Linked DNA regions of Mus musculus: region 2 is linked to region 1. The links are chromatin contacts, called in public Hi-C maps. All regions are on one chromosome and are shown on one strand. The core of a region is the stretch at or near the end of the contact, and the rest is flanking DNA. Distances in the headings are between cores, read along the strand shown.

Region 1 (6,545 bases), core at 2,593-5,092:
TATTAAATTGGGAACTAACGAAGAGGATGATTGACAGTTGTGTAGCATGTTAAGCCAGACCCAGTGGTACAAACCTGTGATGCCATTACTTGGAGGGCTGAAGTGGTAGACTCCTGAGTTTAAGTCCAGCCTTGACTTTGTAGGAAGACTGTCTCAAAACAAATTAACAAACAGGGCTGGAGAGATGGCTCTGTGGTTAAGAGCACTGACTCCTCTTCCATAGGTCCTGAGTTCAATTCCCAGCAACAACATGGTGGCTCACAACCATCTGTAATGGGATCTGATGTCTTCTTCTGGCGTGTCTGAAGACAGAGACTGTGTGCTCATATAAGAAATTAATTAACTAAAAACACAACAACAAACTACCAAACCAACAAAACCATTTCAGACCCTCAGCTTCCTTTTCATTTTCCTCAGCTTAGTGATTGACTTGCCTCTGAATCTGGAGTTCTGAGATTAGAGGCATGCACCACCATGCCAAGCTGGAAGGACTTATTTGGACTTACAAGTTTTGGTCCCTAGTCAGCTAGCTCCATTGCTGTGGGCCTGTGGTAAGGCAGAATATCATGGTGTCAGGAACAGGTCTTTGTCACTCTGTGGAGTCCTATTTATACCCTCCAAACATCATGTGTCCTCCGTGTGCCTCGCTTCAGCAGGGCTCTTACCTCAGCACAGGTTTCCCCTCAGCACACGCATCCATCCAACCAGCCTGAGGCCAAGGAAGCGGCTAGAAGCTGCAGCACACCACCAGAACTCCAGAACGGTGGTTTGGTTTGGTTTGGTTTTTTGTGAGGTTTCTCTCTATGGAGTCCTGACAAATGCAGCTCAACTATGCAGTGCAAGGCTGACCAATACATGTGTGTCATTAGCAAAGAATCCTTCATCACATGTCCTTTCATGTGCTTGCTTTAGCAGAACATCCCTCTCCTGTGTCTGCTTCAATGAAACCTTCGTTCATGAGTCTGCCTTAGTCTTTCACCTCTGTCCACTTTAATGAAACATTCCTTCATGTGTTTGTCCCAGCAAAACCCATCCAACTGACTTTCCAAAGAACCCTTAAGTTTCCAGTTCAGGACACTATATCCAGACTATAATATATAAGCCATAGTACATATTTATACATATTTATATATAGTACATACTCATATTTATATATGAGTTAATTCTTCAGATGTAGAATTATAAACAACATGATTTTATTTCTCCTGCTTATTTCAGAACTGACATTCATAATAGATAAAAGGATGGAATTAATTTTAAGTTTTCATAAGATTCCCCCTCTTAAAAAAAGAAAAGATTCCCCCTCTTTAAAAACATAACTATGGAGTGAATATAATTGAAGTATACTATATAAATGCATGAAAATACAACAAAACCCATTCTTTTGTACAGTGATTACATACTAATAAGAAAATGGGACTAGCTTTTAAGGATTCTTAAGTACAAGTCAACTGTGTAAGGTGTTTTCTGGATCTGGACGATGGGGCTGCAGGTAAAAGCACTTGCTGAACGTGCCTGAGAGCCTCCATTCAGTCCCTGCGACCCATGGTGCCTGGATATACCTGCCTACCAAAGTCTCCTGGGGTCTCCACATGTTACCCCAGCACACACACACTCACACACACACACACACACACACACACACACACACAAATACACACAAACGCATGCAAACGATAAATACTTTAAAAAGCTACCTCCCACAAATGCTTAAACTTCAATATCTTTGTCTGCAAATGGCAACATTTCCTGAGAGGAGTTTGTAGATCCAGTGGGAAGACAGTCAAGAGATGACAACACAGACTCATGCTACAAAGTATCAGTGAAGGCTTAAAGGTACAGGCACATGCATGTGCACACAGTAAAATGCACAGCAACAACAGCATTCAGCTGTGAACATCAAAGGTCAGTGGCTCACCCCAGTACCATAACAGCGGGCCTGTTTTCAGTGAGGGTGGCCTCTAGCTCCCCCTGCTCTCTGTTAGCTGGCCTTCTCTGAGCAGCACTCCAGGCCTCTCCAACCCATGTGCTCAGATTCTCTTGACCCTTCCACTTGGGGGCAGTTTTGCTGCCTTCTAGTAACAAATCTTATGAGACTCACTAGTAGCTGTATAGGACAGTCAGTGCTAATGTCACCTAACCATAGTTAGAGTGGCATTGGGCAGCCTGCAGATGCTGGACTAAGTTTAGTCATCCATGGCCTACTTTTTCTGACCAATACAGCTAAGTGCCTTTTAGGGACTTTTTTTTTTCTCTAAAACAGATGACTTCATTGTCATTGCTGTGTAATTCTGTGTGACATTTTTCTAGGATCATTATAAAACTCTTTGGTACTAAATAAATGAACAACAACAACATCAAAAAAGAGTCAATATCCTCTCAAAAGAAAAAAAGCTTAACATGTCAGGCAGGCCATGTTTCTCTTCCTTCTCCAGTTGGAAGTGGTAATGTTTGATAAAGAGATGCTTGAAGGATGGCACATACAGATCAGGAATGTACACACAGGAGGCCCCTTGTAAACTTAAGTTCAGCATTTCCTATAACACTGGCTTAGGAGCCTGCAGTCTCTGTGCAGAAACACAGATTCCCATTCACTGGGGCTCCCTTCGGTGCTTTCAGGCTGAGAACTTAGGGGTGACTGGTAGACCAGATTAGGTCAGAGTGCAGTGGAGAGGCTGAAGGGAAGTCCCCGCTGTAGTTTACTGTGCTGTTCTGCCTCTGAAGGCGGAGTTGAGCTTCATTGTTATGGTCTAAGCCTGCAGTCCTGTGAGCGGAAGAAATGTACACATGGCAGAAAAACCTTATGAGGCTTGTAGGGGCAGCAGAGGGGAGAATGGAACCAGGGCTGGGGAGATGGTTTAGTCAGTAAAGTGCTTGCCTCCCAAATGCAAGAGCCGGAGATAGAGCCCATTAAAGGGCTGGGCATTGTGGTGTGCACAGAGAAGGGGGATCCCTAGGGCTCCTCACTGTCTAAAAAGTTAGCCTAATCGGTAAGCTCCAGGCTGTATTGGGATCCTCTTGGAAAGCAGAACTGATAGAATACACACACACACAAAACAGAGAGAGAGAGAGAGAGAGAGAGAGAGAGAGAGAGAGAGAGAGAATATGAATATGAATATGAATGAGAGAGGGGTGGGGGAGAATTTATTAAGGTGGCTGACAGGTTATGGTCCAGCTAGTACAGCAATGACTCTACAAGTAGAAGGTCCAACACTCCAGCAGTTGCTCTGTCCACGAGTCTGGATGTTAGACATGCTTTTGAATGTATGCTGGAATCCTAAAGAAGCTGGCTGTAATACCAGTGAAGGATGGACTTGCCAGTGAGTGTGAGCAAGCTTCCCTGGGAGTCATTTTATACCAGGAGTGGCCCAAGTTAAAGGTGGCTCTTTCCACCTCAGATGATCTGGTTAAGACAGGTGTGCCCTCCTGATTGGGTTTTAGTTCATTGTAGAGCAGATGTAGTCTGGTGTCCCAGCACACGTGTCATGTGAAGGCTTGGTCACCAGCTGGGTGGCGTCTTGAGGATGAAACCTGTGGTTGACCTCTGGCCTGCACAGATGTATGCACATACACTCCATACACATACACACATACATAAAATATGAGATCTGAATTCATCTTCATTCCACACACAATAAAAATAAACATGAAACTGACAGCATTTTAAGGTAAAAGGAAAGGCATGTGGGTTTCTCTGATGGAGACTGGCGTTAAGATTGTATCTGCTTTTCTGGGTCCTTTTCCTTCCTTTTTTAATATTTTGTGTGGCCATTGTAGAAAAGACTGTATTTTAGAACCAAAGAACGGTTCCATATTTAGCAACCCATATTGCATTAGTTCTGAACAGATGTCTCTGGATAAATATTAAAAGCAAACCAGTGATTATTGGGCTGGCAGCGATCATATTTCTATAAAACAGCCTTTTTCTTTTTCTTTTTGCCTGTTTGACTGTGATTAAGCACTCTTATTAGCATCCAGTTTATTCCAGCTGGCCTCAAAGATTCTACTTTTTTTTTTTTAATGCCTCAAGGTTAGAATTAAATTTTCTTACACTTAGTTTTTAACTATAAGAGGTTCCTCAGATTGACTAGAATGTTAAGTTATTGTCTGTTGGGAGCCGCGCCCACATTCGCCGTTACAAGATGGCGCTGACAGCTGTGTTCTAAGTGGTAAACAAATAATCTGCGCATGTGCCGAGGGTGGTTCTTCACTCCATGTGCTCTGCCTTCCTCGTGACGTCAACTCGGCCGATGGGCTGCAGCCAATCAGGGAGTGACACGTCCTAGGCGAAGGAAAATTCTCCTTAATAGGGACGGGGTTTCGTTTTCTCTCTCTCTTGCTTCTTACACTCTTGCTCCTGAAGATGTAAGCAATAAAGTTTTGCCGCAGAAGATTCTGGTCTGTGGTGTTCTTCCTGGCCGGGCGTGAGAACGCGTTTAATAACAATTGGTGCCGAATTCCGGGACGAGAAAAAACTCGGGACTGGCGCAAGGAAGATCCCTCATTCCAGAACCAGAACTGCGGGTCGCGGTAATAAAGGTTCCCGTAAAGCAGACTGTTAAGAAGGATTCAACTGTATGAATTCAGAACTTTTCAGCTGGGGAACGAGAGTACCAGTGAGTACAGCTTTACGAGGTAAGTCTGATCTTGAACTTTCTAAGGAAATTCAAGACAGTCTATCAGAAGTAAAGTGGAAAATGGCTTTGCAAGGTATATTTGGCCTTGAATTTTTTCTAGTGTTAGAAGCCCTTTTGTTCCTTTTCACATGTTATCAAGTGGTTAAGGCAGGGCGGATTCTAGATGAAATTCAGGACAAGCTATCAGAAGTAAAGCGGGGAGAGAGAGTAGGAGCAAAGAGAAAATATGGTACACAAAATAAGTATACAGGCCTTTCCAAGGGTCTTGAACCCGAGGAAAAGTTAAGGTTAGGTAGGAATACCTGGAGAGAGATTAGAAGAAAAAGAGGAAAAAGGGAAAAGAAGAAAGATCAATTAGCGGAGGTCTCTAGGAAAAGGAGCCTGTGCTCATCGCTGGATGGGCTCGGGGAGCCAGCTCTTAGTAGCTCTGAAGCAGATGAAGAATTCTCCTCTGAGGAAACAGACTGGGAGGAAGAAGCAGCTCATTATGAGAAAAAAGGGTACCAGCCAGGTAAAGTGCTAGCTAATCAGTTAAGGAAGCCAAAAGCGGCTGGCGAAGGCCAGTTTGCTGATTGGCCTCAGGGCAGTCGGTTTCAAGGTCCGCCCTATGCGGAGCCCCCGCCCTGCGTAGTGCGTCAGCAATGCGCAGAGAGATGCGCAGAGAGGCAGTGCGCAGAGAGGCAGTGCGCAGACTCATTCATTCCCAGAGAGGAACAAAGGAAAATACAACAGGCATTTCCGGTCTTTGAAGGAGCCGAGGGTGGGCGTGTCCACGCTCCGGTAGAATACTTACAAATTAAAGAAATTGCCGAGTCGGTCCGTAAATACGGAACCAATGCTAATTTTACCTTGGTGCAGTTAGACAGGCTCGCCGGCATGGCACTAACTCCTGCTGACTGGCAAACGGTTGTAAAAGCCGCTCTCCCTAGTATGGGCAAATATATGGAATGGAGAGCTCTTTGGCATGAAGCTGCACAAGCGCAGGCCCGAGCAAACGCAGCTGCTTTGACTCCAGAGCAGAGAGATTGGACTTTTGACTTGTTAACGGGTCAGGGAGCTTATTCTGCTGATCAGACAAACTACCATTGGGGAGCTTATGCCCAGATTTCTTCCACGGCTATTAGGGCCTGGAAGGCGCTCTCTCGAGCAGGTGAAACCACTGGGCAGTTAACAAAGATAATCCAGGGACCTCAGGAATCCTTCTCAGATTTTGTGGCCAGAATGACAGAGGCAGCAGAGCGTATTTTTGGAGAGTCAGAGCAAGCTGCGCCTCTGATAGAACAGCTAATCTATGAGCAAGCCACAAAGGAGTGCCGAGCGGCCATAGCCCCAAGAAAGAACAAAGGCTTACAAGACTGGCTCAGGGTCTGTCGAGAGCTTGGGGGACCTCTCAGCAATGCAGGTTTAGCGGCTGCCATCCTTCAATCCCAAAACCGCTCCATGGGCAGAAATAATCAGAGGACATGTTTTAATTGCGGAAAGCCTGGGCATTTTAAGAAAGATTGCAGAGCTCCAGATAAACAGGGAGGGACTCTCACTCTTTGCTCTAAGTGTGGCAAGGGTTATCATAGAGCTGACCAGTGTCGCTCTGTGAGGGATATAAAGGGCAGAGTCCTTCCCCCACCTGATAGTCAATCAACTGATGTGCCAAAAAACGGGTCATCGGGCCCTCGGTCCCAGGGCCCTCAAAGATATGGGAACCGGTTTGTCAGGACCCAGGAAGCAGTCAGAGAGGCGACCCAGGAAGACCCACAAGGGTGGACCTGCGTGCCGCCTCCGACTTCCTATTAATGCCTCAAATGAGTATTCAGCCGGTGCCAGTGGAGCCTATACCATCCTTGCCCCCGGGAACCATGGGCCTTATTCTCGGCCGGGGTTCACTCACCTTGCAGGGCTTAGTAGTCCACC
Region 2 (6,545 bases), core at 3,486-5,985, 70 kb after region 1:
TAGTACCAGTAATAAATATAAATCCTTAATTTCAGCACTCTGTGCTCTTTTCAGAGTAGGTTTCAGCATGGTTCTGTGTTTGTGATTGTGAATATGCAGTTCTGTAATACCCAGTCCTGTGGGAACAGTCCGCTCAGGCACTTGAAAACTCTCTCTCTTCTTCCCAAGTTCTCTCCTCTATGCTTTTTCATCTCAGCCCATCTTAGCATCATAAAGCTGTATCATTTCTCACTGTGTGGGAGGAGGAGGAAAGCGTGCGTTTACAGATGTGTGTGCTGTGCATTGACAGCAGCTCATCCCTGCGTCTCTCAACAGATACGACGACTATGACTATGGGGAAATTAACCAGCTGCTGGATCGTAGCTTTAAAGTTTACATCAAAACCGTCGTGTGCACTCCTGAAAAGGTTACCAAAAGGATGTATGACAGCTTCTGGAGGCAGTTCAAGCACTCTGAGAAGGTGCGTGCTTGTGGGCTGCCCATTGTCATCCGCAGGCTTGTTAGTCTCCTTCCCTCAAACCCACTCAGGATCTCAACGACCTGAAAAATGCCGTCCCACAGCAGCTGTCTCGGGTACCCTTGAGAGAGGAGAGCGAGGATAGACGACCGGGCTGGTCTGTCCTCAGAGATACTGGCATAGCTGTCTCCACCCAAGACTACCATTTTGGAAGAACTTTTAAAAACTGCATAGGCAGGGATGGGTGGAAGCATCTTTCTAGAAATTGATGGTTTGGCAGGGAATCCTAGAAGCCTAACAAAGCAGTACCTAGATTTTAGAACTGTGACAAATATCCAGGAAGACATGTGGTCAAATGTAAGAAGAATAAGACATTTATCCCAAAAGAAATCTGATATTGTGCTAACAAGTAAAGATGTACGCTCTTTGGTAGCACATAGACTATGCAGTCAGCCTTTCAGAGTCATGTTTCTGCATCCATAGACTGAGCCGAGTGAGGATCACGAATGTTTACAATGATTGTATCTGTGCTGAGTAACAAGTACAGTATCTGTCACTATTCCAGACCCTGGAGCAGCCACCCATCTGCTTTATGTTGTGCTCTGAGGGCTTAGACTACACTAACGCGCACTAGTGTGACACCCGGGGACTGGGTTACCCAAGGAGAATCCGAAACCATCAACTCATTAAGGGACAAGTAACTGCACTCATTTGGGACTTTGTTTTTAATTGAATGCACAGAAAACAGTGATGTTTCTAACCTGTCCTTATGTGTTGTTGTATTTTATACTCAGGTCCATGTTAATCTGCTTCTTATAGAAGCTAGGATGCAAGCAGAACTCCTGTATGCTCTGAGAGCCATTACCCGGTATATGACCTGATGCCTCTCCTCCATTAAAGATGACCCTGGAATGAACAGCACATTTAGTGTACAAGGGGATGGAACCAAGAGCCCCAGGACCAACAGTAGATAAAAAGCATTCAAAAATCCATGTGCCACAATTCCTTTAGTGTCTGCTATTTTACTGTGGGATCTCACTGCCTGTCTAGCAGTGAGCACTCGGCAGCTTTGGTGTTAGAGCTGGGAAGAAAGGCTGCCGGCCACAGTGTTTGCTTTTTGACAGACAGCACGAGATGCTGTGAACTTGTTTCAATACAGCAACTAGTAAATCTCCAGATCCCATTGCTCTGATGTGACAAGGTGACAAGACAGAGTGCGTAAAGACTGGGACGTGGCTACTAAGTTCACACATGCGGAATTGAGTGGCGCTCGGTGCTGCTGTGCGGGGATGAGCACATGGCTATTTGGCTGAGTGCTGCTACCACCTGAGCCCACGCCACACCTTGTGTGCTTTTGAATTGAACTCATGCGCATTATTTTCTTGCATCTAAAAAAGCATAGAATTTTTACTCACAGCTCAGTCAAGACCGTGTTGGCGGTAACAGTTCATTTCTTTCATTATAGTTTTTAAAATTCAGTTATTGGATGATATTGCAATGACATTCTTAAAAGATTTCCTCCAAAGAGCAATCTTAAAATGATAGTGTGTTAATTATAAGGAAAACAGGCTATCTTTTGATGTGCGTTTCCCAATATTCTCTGAGCCTGGAGGACAGCTGTCTTGTGCGGGATTTTTGGTTCCGGTGCCAACAATGTGGAAAATGTGGTTGCAGTCTGCTGCACAGGGAGTGCCAGGTGCATTCTGCCCCATGCCCTGCTGACCTCGGGACCCTGACTTTGAAGGTTATACAGCTCCTTAAAGAATAAAGCTGGAAAATATTTTAGTGAAGTTATCATATTTGTATCTTGATTTACAAAAATGCTAACTTTGAGATACAAACAGGTTTGGAAAAAAATGTATTAAGTACTTTGTATTCTGGAACCGTAAATTGATTTTGAAGTCTGTCAGTATTACTGGTATTTTTCAATAAAGAGTAATTTCCACAGTTTGCTTTATTAATTTCATGTTATACTTTAGCTTCACAGTTAGTAGCCAAATCTGAGTTTCAGTTCTGAACCACACTGGGGTCAGAGGAGTGGCAGATGATAAACAGCAGAGCTACTCTGAAACCTGCTGGTTTAAAAAGCAGTGCAGCAGGGTAGGAAACCAGGTGGCACCTTCTTCAAGGCTGTGAGAGTCCGTTGTGCATCACCACAGCTCAGTACTTGGATCCAGATATCCTGTCGAGGGGAAAAGGGGTTACCTTGGCTCATGATGCTGGGGGCTGGGGAGACTAAGCCATGTCTGGTCAGAGCCACAAGCTGCTCCCGCTCAGGACCAAGCAAGAGCCAGGCTCTTGTGATCATGAACCCATTCCTCTGTGAAAAGTAGTCGCCGATAACTGAGTGCTGTTCCCAGGACCAAGCACGTCCTCTGTCCCACAGCCCAGCTCTAGAACTTCTTTCTGGAGGACACCCTCAAATCACAGTAGACACAGTAGACCCCTTGTGGGAAACAAACAGTATCCTCAGATGCTCCTATGCGTTAGCGGTGCAGCGGTGCATGGTGCCTGCCCCTTGCACACTGACACCAGACATGCACTACAACCCCCGGCAAGACACTAAGTTAACAGCAATGCAGAGAGAAGTGTTTTGTGAGAAGCCTAATTAGGCACACAGGGCTCAGCAGAGCCCCTTCCCGGCACAGCACAGAATGAATGAAAACCACACAGATCATGCTCAGGACAGAAAGGAAAAAGTCCAGCTTCTGCTGCCAAGACTGGCTTTTGTCTCCCTTGACGGGACACTGGTGGTACTTGCTGGCATTGTTTAGATGATTCTGATGCTGCTGAAAACCAGTAAGAGCCAGTGCACTGGAAGAACACAAAGTATGGCGTCTGCAGGCAGATACTGGGGCAGCAAAGGGCGCAGAGGAGCAGCAGGAAAACTGCAAGGCAACTGGAAAAAAACAAATTTCATGAAAATCTTAGTAGCCATTGCCTGTAATCCAGACGTGGGGGTTGATGCAGACTTAGGATACCTAAGCAAGTCTGAGGCCAGCTTGGGGCACACACCTGAAAACATGAGACAGTACCTGGAAACCAGTGAAAGATTCCCACTTCATCAGACATGTGAAAACTGCTGAATGTGAAGAACAGGCCACTCCATGCCAGGCAGGAGCAAAAGAACGAGGGAAAATGAAGGACTGAAAGGGTATTCCAACACCGTGCGGCCAGCGCACATGTGAGAAGTCTTAGATGTGAGACAGGGAAGCTATTCAGAGACAAAAAATGCTTGTTTGCTTGGCTTGGTGGCACCAAGGACCTCAATCATACTAGACAGTCACTCTACACTGTGCTCCATTTCACAGCCCTCATTTGTCCTTCCACTCCAGACACTGGGCGGATAAAGGGTGGCAAGTGGTGGGATACCTTTGTCAAGCCTGGGCCAGATGATGTCTCTGATAAATTACAGACTTAGTGCAAGAGGTTTATTGAGCGAGAGCAAGGGCTGTCTTGGAGTGGGCACATGAGGAAAAGAGAGGCAGACAAACAGAGAAACAAGGTGAAGGAAAGAGAGATGGTGGGTCGGGGGAAGGTGAAGGGAAGAAGCAGCTGGGGTGGCTGGGGCCCTTTTGGGCACAGCATACCCGGTGGTGGCAGCTGCTGCTAGGTCCCTGAGAGCAGGCCAGTGGAAATGCCCGTTTGCTAACAAACACTCAAATTCTGAAGAAGGAAACAGATGCAGTAATTAAAGAAGCTCAGTGAACATCCGATAAAGCCACCGAGCCAGTAAGGAAGCCCGGACACTGTTGTATAGTCAAAGTATTGAGCATTCAAGACAGAAGCCTACAAGCAAGGGAAGAAAACTCAACCTGTAAGGGTGTAAGACTTGTAGCTTCCCAGCAGAAACTGTTCAGGACACCATACAGAGATGGTACATTAGGAGTACCAAAAGAAATCACCTGCTAATCAGGAAGGCAACTGTCAGGGGCTCCCAAAGGTGAAGGGAGTTATGACTTTTCCACATAAGCCAAAGCTATGGGGATTTATTACCATTAGACCTGCCCTACAAAGGAAACTTCATCTGGAAGGCAAAAGGATAGTATAGGCAGTGGTCTCTCCAGTGTGGGGCTGCATGAAATCAAAGTTCAGCAAAGGTAAACATGAACAAGTTTATGACAGAGTCGCTTGTATAATTCTGGGACTTATACTCACTATTAGTTCTGATAGAGTTCAAAAATGACAGGCATGAATATAAATGGCTATGTAAATGGCTATGCAGTATGTAAATAGTATGTAAATAGAGGTATAAGTGCGGCTATAAAGGCATAGTTTTTGTATGTTAAAGTTGTTACCAGTTAAAAATAGACTGTTACACGATTACAGTGCTTTCTACGCTTCCCATGGTAACCACAAAGAAAACATGGCTAGAATAAATACAGAAGGGAATGAACAGATAATAAAAGCATGTCACAAAAACAGAAATAAAAAGTGAAACCCAAAGAAGGCCGAGAGAAAATGAGGGCTAAAGGGCAACAAGAGAAGGAGAAGCTAGTTAAGAGCAGCAAGTCCTTTCCCGTCCATAAGTGTGTCAACTATAAATGGATGTGCAGGCATAACTGTGGATCCACAGGCCAACTGGATAGCTTTGTAAAAGCATCTATACGCTGCATTTAAGGGACTATATATATATAAAGGAGCACATATTAATATCCCACACAAATGGAAGCCAGAGTACAGAGATGGTTATACTACCATCAGGCAAAGTAGATGTTAGTCAAAAATTGTCACAAGCATGAAAATGAGACTGGTTATATCACTATGTAACCCAGCCGGTCAATTCAGCAGAAAGACTTGATGGTTACAAACATACACAGCCAGCTATCAGAGCTCTAAAATACAGAAAACACAAGAAACAGACATGTACTCGTACAGTATCAGCGCCTGACATCGGTGCCCACTTTCAACAGTGAGCAGACACCAAACCAAAGGTCAGAGAGGAAAGAAAAGGCTTGACCAGCACAGGAGGCCCTGACACACAGAGCTTCCATCCGCCGCAGCAGAAGCCACTCTCTTTCGTGTGCACACGGGCCATTCCCCAGGACTGACAGGCAGACAGCCCCTGACCTGTATGCTGATGACAGTGACACGAAGTTAGAAATCATCAACACAAGGAACTCGGGGAACCCACAAGGATATACAACTTCGACAACAGCGTTAATGGGTCAAGAGAAATCAGGGGATTTGCAAGCATCTCTTTTTCAAAAGAAAATTTAAAATGCAGTGCCTAAATGTACTGGCTCCACTCCAAAGAGTGGAGACTGAAGCTACATTAAAAGGAGCATTGCTGAGGGAGCATGGATGGACAGGGAGGAAAGAGAAGGGGAGGAAAAGAGAACGGGGAGGAAAAAACAGGAGAGTCAATCCTATCACAAGAAACCAGGGAAACGAAACAGCATTAAGGATTATCAAAGTTTTTTTTTTTTTTTTAAAGGATTGACACAATTGATAAACCTTTAGCCACATTAACTAGAAAGAAAAGTCAAATAGTTGAAATTAGAGGGCTGTCAAGATAGCTCAGTGGTAAAGGCTCTTGCTGCCTGCCATGCCTAAAGACCTGAGTTCTATCCTTAGAGAAAGGAAGAGAACTGACTCAATGATGTCCTCTTCCCTCTACAGTATCGCTGTGACATTCGATGGATGCATGAGCCTGCACGCATGTACACACATACACACATACAGAGGCGTGCATGCACATACACACCCAATATATGTAATATACACATACAGCAAACTTTATGCAGATTAGACATGTATAACATATATAACATAATATATATAATAAGGCCTGCATCAGGACCAAAGTCCTGATTTTAGACTCTGCAGCCTCCAGGACCATGAGCAATAAGTGTACTGTCTAGTATAAGGCATTCTGTCATCACAGACTGGACAGGTGTAGACACCATGAAAAAGTTCTCTTCTGAAAATTATAAAACAGTGTCAGAAATTAAAAACTCGAGGAAATGAAAGCTGTGCTCCTGGGTTAGAAGACCTATCGCTAGGGCCACGACCATCAGGACTCACTATCGCTATAACGCAAGGGCCACGCCCAGCAATGTGCACATTCACTGCAGTTATCTTTACT

What was found. Hi-C and Micro-C count contacts between places; a contact is called where the count stands out from the background.
Region 2: a Hi-C map of the G1E-ER4 cell line shows a contact between it and region 1, with 2.7 times the contacts expected there. The contact joins two enhancer-like sites. A contact is called at or near these places in 2 of 15 datasets of contacts at CTCF or cohesin (hippocampal excitatory neurons and pro-B cells), 46 of 484 Hi-C or Micro-C datasets (the C2C12 cell line, CD4 T cells, CD8 T cells and 29 more), 6 of 115 datasets of contacts at active chromatin or transcription factors (the HPC-7 cell line, embryonic stem cells, heart atrium and 3 more) and 2 of 9 other capture datasets (adipose tissue and liver).

What each region holds. Positions count from the first base shown.
Region 1 is chr10:41,836,424-41,842,968 of GRCm38.p6, forward strand. All of the region lies in intron 1 of Sesn1 (sestrin 1), which reads left to right. Among named protein-coding and RNA genes, the nearest start is that of Sesn1, 29 kb to the left of the region's middle. Within about 2 kb of position 3,843, at least 12 of the 459 cell types and tissues checked have an H3K27ac peak or open chromatin away from gene starts, as enhancers often do. A contact at or near this core is called in the G1E-ER4 cell line, where this site is marked.
Region 2 is chr10:41,906,021-41,912,565 of GRCm38.p6, forward strand. It overlaps Sesn1 (sestrin 1), which reads left to right. Exons shown (of 10, transcript NM_001162908.1): 9 at 316-460; 10 at 1,252-2,416. The coding sequence ends at 1,338. It also overlaps a transcript of Armc2 not described here. Among named protein-coding and RNA genes, the nearest start is that of Gm33058, 50 kb to the right of the region's middle. Within about 2 kb of position 4,736, at least 38 of the 459 cell types and tissues checked have an H3K27ac peak or open chromatin away from gene starts, as enhancers often do. A contact at or near this core is called in the G1E-ER4 cell line, where this site is marked.